Regions from separate parts of the Mus musculus genome. Here region 2 is linked to region 1. The links are chromatin contacts, called in public promoter capture Hi-C maps. All regions are on one chromosome and are shown on one strand. Each heading gives the region's core, a stretch centred on a gene start, on an enhancer-like site or on the middle of the called end of the contact. The rest is flanking DNA. Distances are from core to core; before and after follow the strand shown. Region 1 holds the start of Fam81a (family with sequence similarity 81, member A). Region 2 holds the start of Rnf111 (ring finger 111).

What was found. Promoter capture Hi-C pulls out the DNA fragments that hold promoters and counts their contacts.
Region 2: a promoter capture Hi-C map of liver shows a contact between it and region 1, with 4 times the contacts expected there. The contact joins the promoter of Rnf111 here to the promoter of Fam81a in region 1. A contact is called at or near these places in 5 of 39 promoter capture datasets (hippocampal neurons, liver, maxillary cranial neural crest and 1 more), 1 of 484 Hi-C or Micro-C datasets (embryonic stem cells) and 9 of 115 datasets of contacts at active chromatin or transcription factors (bone marrow-derived macrophages, embryonic forebrain, embryonic hindbrain and 4 more).

What each region holds. Positions count from the first base shown.
Region 1 is chr9:70,139,582-70,144,991 of GRCm38.p6, reverse strand. It overlaps Fam81a (family with sequence similarity 81, member A), which reads left to right and starts at 3,435. Exons shown (of 9, transcript NM_029784.2): 1 at 3,435-3,679.
Region 2 is chr9:70,500,881-70,506,663 of GRCm38.p6, reverse strand. Rnf111 (ring finger 111) reads left to right here and starts at 2,889. Exons shown (of 15, transcript NM_033604.3): 1 at 2,889-3,205; 2 at 3,662-3,724.

The DNA.
Region 1 (5,410 bases), core at 2,186-4,685:
ATTTATTATTATACATAAGTACACTGTAGCTGACTTCAGACACACCAAAAGAGGGCATCAGATCTCATTAAGGGTGGTTGTGAACCACCATGTGGTTGCTGGGATTTGAACTCAGGACCTCTGAAAGAGCAGTCAGTGCTCTTAGCCGCTGAGCCTTCTTGCCAGCCCTACTTTACATTCTTACAAATACCATTTTTAAAAAATATTTTTGAACATTTTATTCTTTTTATTTGGATGGGTGTTTTACCTTGTATGTATGTCTATGCACCCCATACATGGATGCCCACAAAAGCTAGAGGAGGGCATCAGATCCCCTGGGACTGGAATTACAGGTGGCCATGAGCTGCTGTGTGGGAGCTGGCAATTCAACCTGGGTCCTCTGGAAGGGCAAACAGTGCTCTTAACCACTGAGCTACCTCTCCAGGCCCAACAAACACGTCTTTTGACAAACCTAGGCCCTCAACTTTTTTTTACTTTATTTGTATGTGTGTGCTTGTGTGTGCTTGTGTGTGTGTGTGTGTGTGTGTGTGTGTGTGTGTGTGTGGTACATATGTATAGTTGTGTATTCCCATATGTGGGGACACAAGGAGGTTAAAGACTGACATTAGGTGTTGTCCTTGATCGATCTATCTTTTGAGGCAGGATTTTGTCTATGCCTTCACCTGCTGGGCTGTCACTGATGAAAACCATCTTTAGTTTTACAGTTGTAGTCCTTTGGGAAGGCGAGGCAAGTCAAGTTTTCTTCCTTTGAAAAAAAAATTTTTTTTTTTTTAGTAATAAACTGTGCTAGCATATAATAATTTGTGGTAACTTCATGGTTTGGTAATTAAAGTAAGGCAAGGGAAAAAAAGCCATTTTCTATAATGAGTTACAATACAAACAATTCTGGAACATTGAGTACGTGACTGCAATTTACCTGACAGGTGTGTAAAGGGGTAAGGAGCTTAAATTAGGATTAAAAATAGATTGCCTGAAAAAAAGGGGGAGCGGGGAGAAGCAGGAAGTCACAGGCCTGATTTGACACCGTTTTTGAAATTTTAGAACTAGTATCATAGTTTTTAAAAAAAAATTAAGTGAATTGTTTTTACTTTTTTGTTTTCTTTAAGACAGAGTCCCCTCTGTAACCCAGGCTCACCTGGAAATCACAATGGCGTCCAGTCCACCTCAACCTACTGTCTGCTAGATTTAGAGGTATGAGCCATCAGGCCTTGCAAAGGAATCTTTAAATATGTGGTGTCTTATGTTAATCAGCATGATTGTTTAAAAAAAGAAATTAAGTCGGGGTGTGTGTGCGCTTACGGCAAACCCCTCTCGCCTCCCAGGTATTCCCCTGCCTTACCCCAGAGTGTGAGGAGGACTTGTGGTAATAAAGTTATGCTTTGACAGCCACCAGAGTGACAACTCCCACCCCTTCTTAGGACCTTGACTCCTTGACTCCTGGCCCGTGGCAGGATGAAGCAGGATAGGGAGGGAGCGAAGGGAGAAGGAGGGAAAAGGAAACAAAATGGACAGGAACTGACTGTCTTGGTTGTGAGAGGCACACCCTGCGCTAGAAGGCAGCCTATGGGAACAGGTAGAAAGCCTTGGAACCTGACTCTGGCCTCATTGTGAGGAGAGCTGGCACTTTATCGTAACAGCTGTGTTTCCAGACACTGTGGCAAGTAATATGTTTCATTTGTGCGTGCGTGTGTGTGTGTGTGTGTGTGTGTGTGTGTGTGTGTGTGTGTGTAGGTCAGAGGACAGCCTCAAATATCATTCATTAGGCATGATCCACCTTTTAAAGACAGACTTAGAACTCATCAAGAAGGCAAGGCTGCACGACCTATGAGCCCTGATCTGTCTGCCTGTCTCTGCTTCCTCAGCTCTGGAATTACAAGTGAACACCAAATCCCCATGGCTGGCATGTTTATTTATTTTGTGCATGTGGGGAGCCTGTGTGAGAATATGTGCACGACACGAGTTCTCTCTCTCTCTCTCTCTCTCTCTCTCTCTCTCTCCCTCTTCCCCCCTCTACACACACACACACACACACGCACACGCACACGCACACGCACACACACACACATATATATATGAAATTCAGAGAGGATGAAATTCAGGTCCTCACACTTGCAAGGCAAGCACTTATCTACTGAGCCATCTCCTCGCCCCCTCAAATTTATCTTAAATGGTGGAAATTCTCAGAGAACCTTTCGCCATGGGATTGGATCCCATCCGTATTTACACGCTGTGCACCAAGTGATACAGAAAGAGAAATAAACCATCACACACTAAAGAACACTATTAGGTGAGATCTCCGTGAGACAGGACTTAAGGCCATGCCCTCTGGTCAGCAGTCTTTTTTATACCCGTCTAACTATCTGATCAATATGTGTTAGGCTGCAATGGCCGGGAGGGGAGCAGAGTCCCTGCCTTCTCCATCTTCATCTTCTCCATTTCACCTTAGCAGTCTCTCTCTCTCTTTCTCTCTCTCTCTCTCTCTCTCTCTCTCTCTCTCTCTCTCTCTCTCTGTGTGTGTGTGTGTGTGTGTGTGTGTGTGTGTGTGTGTGTGTGTGTGTGTGTTTTGGGGAGTTATTACTTTACAGGCGAGTTAATTACAGAACACCCAAGACGACACATAAATAACTACAGGATCGAGAATTCCAAGACCAGAGCTTTCCCAAGTGGCTGCACAGCCTGCGTTCTTCCTAGCTTCCTTTGAATTGGGGGCAGAGGAGAGCCGCCAGACAGGAGCACCTACACTGGGTAAGCCCATGCCTCTACGTAAGAGCTATGAACCAGACGCAGTGAGGTGAGCAAAGGTGGGATCCTCCACTCTTCTTAAACCCCACCTTACGGAGAGGAAGCAAAATTGTGAGTGATTCCTGCTGAGGATCCAGCACTGATGGGAAGGAGAGCAAAGCTGGAACTCCCTGGGAGCGAGGCAGAAGGTAGGAAGAGGGCTGGGAGGAGAAACGGGCATTTTCCCAGGGGTCCTGTCTCTTGTGCGCGAGGCTTGGTGATTCCCTCATACACACTTGTCGCCTGGAGGGTTCCATCACCTGTGCAGGTGTGGCGCTGGAAGGAGCTGTTTCCTGGACTGTGGTCTCACCCCTAACTTCTCCCCAGTTTGAGGTGGGAAAAGCAGTTAACTATTTTTGTGGGAACCAGGCTTGGTACATAAGGGATGCTAGGATTCCCGGGAAAATGATTGATGACATAGAGACCTGGAAGGCTGGGCTCTCATTGAAGCATCCTTCCCTACACCTACCTCTGCCTCCAAGTCGACGCGCCCTACGACGGGACTGAGGTTCTTGTAAGCAAGTCCCCGCCCGCTGACTCCCTGCAGCGAACTGGGTGGGGACCCGCGGCGCCGCGGAAAGGCTATTTTGAGTGTGGGAACGCGGTGGGAGGAGGGGCGCCGGCGGGCTGGGCGCGGGCGCGCGGGGAAAGCCTCCAGCTCGGGCTGCCACGGCAACCGCGTCCAGGCAACGCGCCCGGAAGAGGCTCTGGGAGGCGCGCGGCGGCTCGCGCCCTTCCAGGGTGGGGGAGCCGCGAACCCCGGGCCGGGCCGCGCGCGCGCTGATTGGAGCGCGGGCCCGCAGCCGGGTTCGCCCCGCAAAGCCCCGCGCTCGCGGCCACCGCACCCAGAGCGCCGGCGACGACATGGGCAGCCTCGGCGCGCCAGATCCGCGCGCGGGTGAGTCTTCAGAGGTGTCTCCCCTCCCCACATGTCCGGGCATCCTCTAGACTCAAGCGGCGGGTGCTTCCGCAGGGACCGTCGATGTGACCTTGGAGCAACCACTCCATGGATAGGCATGGGATAGTGCTGGGGAGAGGGGGTGAGGGATGAAGCCTCGTGTGCCCCGCGTGACACTCTGGACGCGAGAGGGTTAACTGAATGCTGACGCGCAGGGCTGAAGTTAGGCGCAGAGCGCAAGTGGCATTGCATCTTCGCGGGGGCTGCAAGCTAGCAGACAGAAGAGGCCCCCGAGGGACTGTTTGAGGAGAGCCAAGGGTGTGCAGAGTTTGCCAGGACTAGGGGCAAGTCTATCATTCACAGTTGGAGCTGAGTGACCTTGGGTGGGTTAGCCACATTGCTCCCGCGGATTCTCTGGTTTTCATCCTTTGAAAGGAAGGGCTCTGGTTCTTTCCAGTTGCAGCACAAGGCTGTTTTGCTGGTACTGTGAGCTGAGGAAGGGACCCTCTGGGGATGCAAGACTTAACCATATTTATTCCGCAAGGGGTTTCCAATGAGCTGGCTCCCAAAGTAGCAAGAAATGTTACCATTTTATGGAGGGAACAGTCTGGGGTCCGGAAAGGCTCCTTAAAATGCATAGATTAAAATCCCTTCGGTGCACTTAAGTCCTGAACCCAATCAGGGTCCAAGCTGCCAAATACTTCTTTCCTGTAGTTGATCTGATAGGAAACTTTGTGTCTGAACAGGTAAAATCAAAACCCAGTAGTGGCAGGCAGTGGCAAATTAAGTGAGTCATTTCTTCAATGTGCAGAAGCTGTGTGTGTGTGTGTGTGTGTGTGTGTGTGTGTGTGTGTGTGTGTGTGACATGCGCATGCGTGCACTCAGCTTAAAGTCTGTGTATGCTGTTAAGAGGTTATTTCACAGAAATAATGTTGAACTGGTTTGGATCTACAGAGGGAATCACTTAGAACTAGGGCCAGACATTTGCATTGTTCTTTGGAGATTTGGGGTTAGGGGGCTAGCAAGATGGCTCGGTGGGGGGTGGGGGTGGGGTAAAGGTCTTTGCCATTAAACTTGAGGACCTGGGTTTGATCTCTGGAACCCACATTGTGAAAGGAGAGAATCATCCAACCCCCACAACTTGTTCTCTGACCTCCACACCCACACAAGGCACAGGAGCTAAACGAATAAATGTAATTAAAAAATTAACGAATTAGCTTTCTGAGAGTAAATACGTTCTTTATTAAGAAATGCACATTGTATCTACCTTGGCTTGTGTGTGTGTGTGTGTGTGTGTGTGTGTGTGTGTGTGTAGAGGTGACTTACAGGCTGTGGTATTTTTTCTAATTTTAGCACTGGCTGGAACTAAAAATGACACAGAGGCCATTTTTCATCCATAAACTTCCCTTTCCTCCAAGGGGCCACAACAGGTCCCCATGACTCCCATCACTGGACTGTTGAGATGCCTCTGACGTTGTGTTCCAAGGACACTCTTGATATCCATGGAAATCTGACTCTCTCTGTAAAACTGTGAGCTGGGAAGCCAAGTTTCCAGTTAGTAAGCTTTTGCCAGCTCAGCTACCTGAGGGCTTAGAAATCTTTAATGGTTTACATATTAGAAATCGCATTAGCATACAGATACAAAAGTCCTCATTGCTCAAGAATTCTGCCTGTGAGCCTACAACCCCTTTAAAGACCCACAAGTCCTGGACCTTAGATCCTTCGTTGGCA
Region 2 (5,783 bases), core at 1,640-4,139, 360 kb before region 1:
GGATAGTTAAGACCTAGCATGAAAAGATACTGGAGACTCTGGATTTTGAGCAGTTTTATTTGTTAAACCAAGGATTTAGGACCTGAAGGTGATGAAGGGTTATTAAAGGATTTTAAGTTATTCGTTGCTTCCCAGTTTGCTCTGTCCCGACATCTCTTTAGACTTTAACTCATGGTGGTATGGGAGTATAGGGAGGGGGGAACCAGAAAAGTGCTATTGCATGAATCCAGGTGTGAGCTTCCTCCTTCTCTAACTTCCCCCTTACTGCTGCAGATGCAAACCACAGCAGACCTTTCAGTCTTAAGAATTTTCTGATCTGGGCTTCCTGTCTTGGTTTGTCATCACCATCCCTGCAACTATGTCAAAGGCTATTCTGATGTTTTTGTTTTTGTTTGGTTTTTCAAGACAGGGTTTCTCTGTGTAGCCCTGGCTGTCCTGGAACTCACTTTGTAGACCAAGCTGGCCTCAAACTTAGAGATCTGCCTGCCTCTGCCTGGAATTAAAGGCAGGCACCATTACAGCATGGCTCTTCTGATGCTTTTAATTTCAGTGCTTTAGGCATTCTGCACCCAGCCACTTGCAAACTTTCTACCTGGGTAAATGGCACAATCTTGTATTTCAAAGAGAAGTCAAAGGTTTGACCCCCTTAGGCAAGTAAACCTAATTATATTTGTCCAATCATTTCTTTTCAGTACAATGGCCAATTTTATTCATCTGACCAACCATTGTTCTCCAGGGATTATTGGATCTATTATCATTTACCTCTTCATTTTTCTGACCCTTTTCCCTTCAACATATCAAAAGGATTTAAATCCTTACTCTTTTCTTTTTCTCTTTGTTTCTTTGTTTCTTTGTTTCTTTGTTTCTTTCTTTCTTTCTTTCTTCCTTTTTCTTTCTGACTAGGTATCCTGCTAGACTTGTCTCTTTTTCATTCATTACCAATTTAACAAAATAGTATTAGCTCTGGTGTAACTAGTGTGCAATACTTTCTACATTGGGACTTTTCAGCTGAGATATTGACTTCACAGCCCAGATGACTCTTTGTTGTGGGTGGTGTCCTGCCCATGGCTTGGTGCTTAGTACCTCTTACAAGATGTCAGCAACATTTCCCCAGTTGTGACAACCAAAATCATCTTTTGATTATGTCAAACAATACCCGAGTGTCAAAACCAACTTCATAGAGAAACTCTGTTCTCTATGTCAAGATAATCTATGAAGCTGGTCAAGTTTACAGATCTTTCTATTGCTCAACCAACAGCATTTCATGAATCCATGATCATACTCTTTATTGCTAAATTTCCTCCTAATTTTTTACTACCTATATATCTTGACTCAATTTCTCTTCCTTCCTCCTTCCCTCCCTCCCTCTCTAACACATTCAACTCCTCCTAGAATTTCCTTTCACTTCAGCTCTTTAAATAACAAACATTCCACATATCTATTTCCTCTCATTTCTACTCTGGTTGACCTTACCAAAATGCTTGCTTCAACTGTCAGAAATGTAAGTTAATGAATCCGAATCTCCATCATTAGCCCAGTGGTCTACTTAGTTTTAGATTAACACACTCAACAACCAACTAAGTTCAAGCCTTTGGGTAAACATTAGACACTTCAAAAACTCTACCTGATCAGAACAGACAAGTCTTGCCTCTAACCTAAAGTCCCCAACCCAAGAAGCACACATCTTTAGTCCCAGAAGCAGAGGCAGAGGCAGGCAGATTTCTGAATTCGAGGCCAGCCTGGTCTACAGAGTGAGTTCCAGGAAAGCCGGGGCAATACAGAAAAACCCTGTCTCGAAAAAAACCAAACCTAACCAAGCCCGGAAACAAAACAAAACAAAACAAAACAAAACAAAAAAGTCCTGGGCTTTGATAGTCCCGATAGAATTCTACTTGTAGAGGGCAGCAACTAGGGAGGCTGAGGAAATCCAAATCCAATGTTTTCCATTTCTTCTTCTTTTAAAATTTAAAAATACTCCCAGTTCTTGGGAGGCAGAGTCAGGTGGATCTCTGAGTCTCTGGAGTGAGTTCCAAGACAGCCAGGGCTACACAGAGAAACTCTGTCTCGAAAAACCAAAACCAAACCAAACCAAGCCAAAAAATCACCTTCACTAAATATGGAGAACATGAGTGAATATTATCGACGAGCTGATGTAGAAGGAGGTTATTAATGCTTGTTAAATACTTAATTGGTAATATAAGGTACTTTAAGTCGTCATATTTGACCTCACAAGATCATTTTGAAGCATATAAGGCTATCATGTTTTATAGAAGAGGAAACTGAGATTTATAAAGGTGTTAATAAGTCAGCTTGGGCACCCTCACTTTGCTTTCTGACCGGAAATCTGTCTGATTGACTGCAGAGCCCACTCTCTGTCCTTACATCCTTCTAGGGCACACAATAAAAACTGCAATCTTCTGGGTTTTGTGAGGCAATTAAGAAGTCATCTGCGATTGTATAGCTCCCAGGCTACCTAATAATACATTTGAAATGATTTTGAAAATTCACTTCACCAGTGAGATGAGATCTCTGTTTTGGGTATCATCTGCTGAGAAAGACACTAACCCGTGTTTTTTTGTTTTTTTATTTAAAGGCGCGACTAGTGCAATCAGTAAGCTGGAATAATTTTTAGTTTGAGAAAAAGCAACCAGTACGTAGGCGGAATTATGCTGAAGCACTGTTGAGCCCGAAATCACGGAAGAAAGTGAACCCAACCACCTTATTTTTAACTTAGTCCCACTGGGCCAACAGTTCGCCTAAGCCAGTGCAAAGAGGAAGGACTGGGACGCAGGGGGGCGGTCCCTGGCCCGCACATGCGCAGACATACTGCTGTGAGAGGGCGTGAGGGTCCGGAGCGCTCGCTTTCCGAACTGTCGTAAAAGGGCCCCGGTGTCGCGCTCGCGCAGTCGGGGAGGGCCGGCCCAGGCTGCGGCGGCGGCGACGGCGATGGTGGCGGGGCGCTGGTGCTGCGCGGCGTAAGGCACGCCGGCCGTTCAGGGTCGCGAGCGCGCGTGGGCCGCGATCGGGTGCTCGGAGCCGGGTCCAGCCGAGCCAGGCTCAGCCTCACGCTCCGCGGCGGCGGTGTTGACAGACGCCCTCCTGAGGAGAGCCGCCCGGCCCGCCTCAGCCTCACCCGGCCGAGCGCTGTTCCCCAGCCCCGCGCCAGCGAGTCCGGGACCTGGCCGCACGGGGCCTGCGGACTCGGGTGAGGGCGCCGGCGGAAGGGGGGGGGGTGCGGGGGAGGGGAGCGGCGCGGTGGCGCTTGCGCGCGGCGGGGGAGGGGCCGAGCAGGAGGGAGAAAGAGGAAGGGCCGCGGCGGCCGGCCCGGGTCGGCGACAGGGGAATGACCGCGGGTCCCGGACGGCGCGGAGTGGCTCATTGTGTCCGGGCAAGAGTCCGCCCGCGGACACACCCACGGCCTCTTGGGAGGGGGTGGGTGAGGGGATTGCGCCCCGGGGCCGCCGCTCGCCAGCGGGACTGGGGCTCAGGGCCGAGGAGTGGGGGTGACAATGGAGTGAGGAAGGTAACCCCGGCTGGAGCCGGGAGCCGCCCGGTGCGGGCGGGCACGCGCAGTCCGCGGAGCAGAAGACAGGCGCGTCTGATATTGTGTGGAGTTGGCTGGTTAGTCATTAAAAAAAGATGTTTTCTTTATCCTGCCTAGATAATTGATCGGAGTCAGCAGTGGTGCGGTGGAAATATCGGTTTTTGTTCTGGAGAAATAGAGGTTTGTCACCACACTTCTTAGATTATAGAGCTTTATAGATAATTTTAAAAAAAAAGTGTGACTTTTTAGCGTCCAAAAAAAACAACAACCAAAAACCAAAAAACCAGGAAGTTGTAGCTAGCGCCTTCACTTAATTTGCTCATGTCTGGGGTGACTCCATTGTATTGTTGAGAGCTTTCCTGTTCCTTGATTTATGTACAGAATGAGTTTAGAACTCCTGAGTAGCAGTGAGTGAGCCAGCTGACAGAGACCTCATTGTCAGAGTTCTGACAGCTCTTGAACCTGACTTGATCCAAACTTAGTTCCATTTGGCACTTTTATCTTTAATTTTCTTGTTTTGGGGACCTCTTTAACCAAAGAGAGCAAAATCAAAAAAAAGATGAACAGAGGTTCCTCATATCTTTACCATTTGTCTTTGCAATAGCTCTCACGTGACTTAATACAGATGTCCTTTCAAGAATTCTGATTTTACTTAGCTTTTGAGTCTACGTTAAAGAACCCAAACAAACCCCAAAACCTTCATGTGCGTATATACCAGTGTGTGGGGTCTGTACATGTGAGTGCAGGTGCCTCTGAGGCCGGAAGAGGACCTAGTACTCTGGAGTGGTAGTTAAAGGAGGTTTTGCACTGCCCTGTATAGGTGCTGAGTCCCGATTGGGTCCTCAGCCAGCATAGTAAGCACTCTTGACAACAAACCATTTTTCCAGGTCTGGATTTATATTTTGATAGTTTGTAACTAAGTGATTTTTTGTTTTGTTTTTATTTTAGTAAAAAGGTTTAGTAGAAACTGGTCATTGTAATATTGTGTTACATTGTGACATAGGTTTTAAGGAAGCTCTTCTATTTTGAAGAGAAACAATTTAGCTTTAAATTACTTTTGTAGCAGGAGTGCTGAGTGTGTGATGGCTCGAGTTGCCTTTAATCCTAACATTTGGGAGGCAGAGCCTAGCTTGGTGTATATAGTGAGTTCTACAACAGCCCATACTATGTAGAGAGATCCTATTTTAAATACCCACCCCCAAAATATATATTACTTTTGCTACTTTCTTAGGGTGTAACCATGGACAAATTATTTCATTGTATCCTGCTTGCTTGTTACCTCAGAGTCTCAGTAGTATCTGAAAAAATTACTGAGGGCATTTGTGAGTTGGGTGAATGATAGTGGGGAAAATTAGCAAGAATAATTTTTGTTTGTTTGTTTGTTTGTTTTCGAGACAGGGTTTCTCTGTATAGCCCTGGTTGTCCTAGAACTCACTCTGTAGACCAGGCTGGCCTCGAACTCAGAAATTCGCCTGTCTCTAGTAGTTTTTTTCTTAATAATCAGGGTTGGGTGTCATGTATGTGTGTTTTCTTTTGTCATCTTTCCCCTTTGTTCTCTGTATATTGGTCACTTGTATCCCAGATGGTTCACTAGAAATAGTCAGTCTTTAGCTCCTATACTCAGAAATCTTTCTGCCTCAGCCTCCAAAGGAGCTGGGACTGCAGGTTTCTGTCATTGTACTTGGGTCTCGAGTTTATAGTTGAAAAAAGCTATAATAAAAATAATTAGGCTTAATGAAGAATGTGTGCTAGCTGGGGTTATATTCAGCAAGTTTTGTTTTGGTGTTTCATATTTGTAAGAAATTGAGACATGTTTCTACTGATATTCTAAGAGAACAGCAGTTTATTTGCATAAAGCTAAAGAGCAGTAAGTTTTTGAGCAGGTGCATCTGAGTACAGTTTTTTTTTTTAAGTTGAAAATATGAAATAGAAAATTCATTGTATCAAAACATTCATAGCTTAAAAGTCTTAAAGATGTCATGATTAGCCGGGCAGTGGTGGCACACGCCTTTAATCCCAGCACTCGGGAGGCAGAGGCAGGCGGATTTCTGAGTTCGAGGCCAGCCTGGTCTACAGAGTGAGTTCCAGGACAGCCAGGGCTACACAGAGAAACCCTGTCTCGAAAAACAAAAAAAACAAAACAAAACAAAAAAGTTATGGTAATAAAGGGCTTTGGTATCATGCATTAGTTACAACTTAGTTATATGTGTCCCTGCTTTTACCCCAACTCCATGGACTT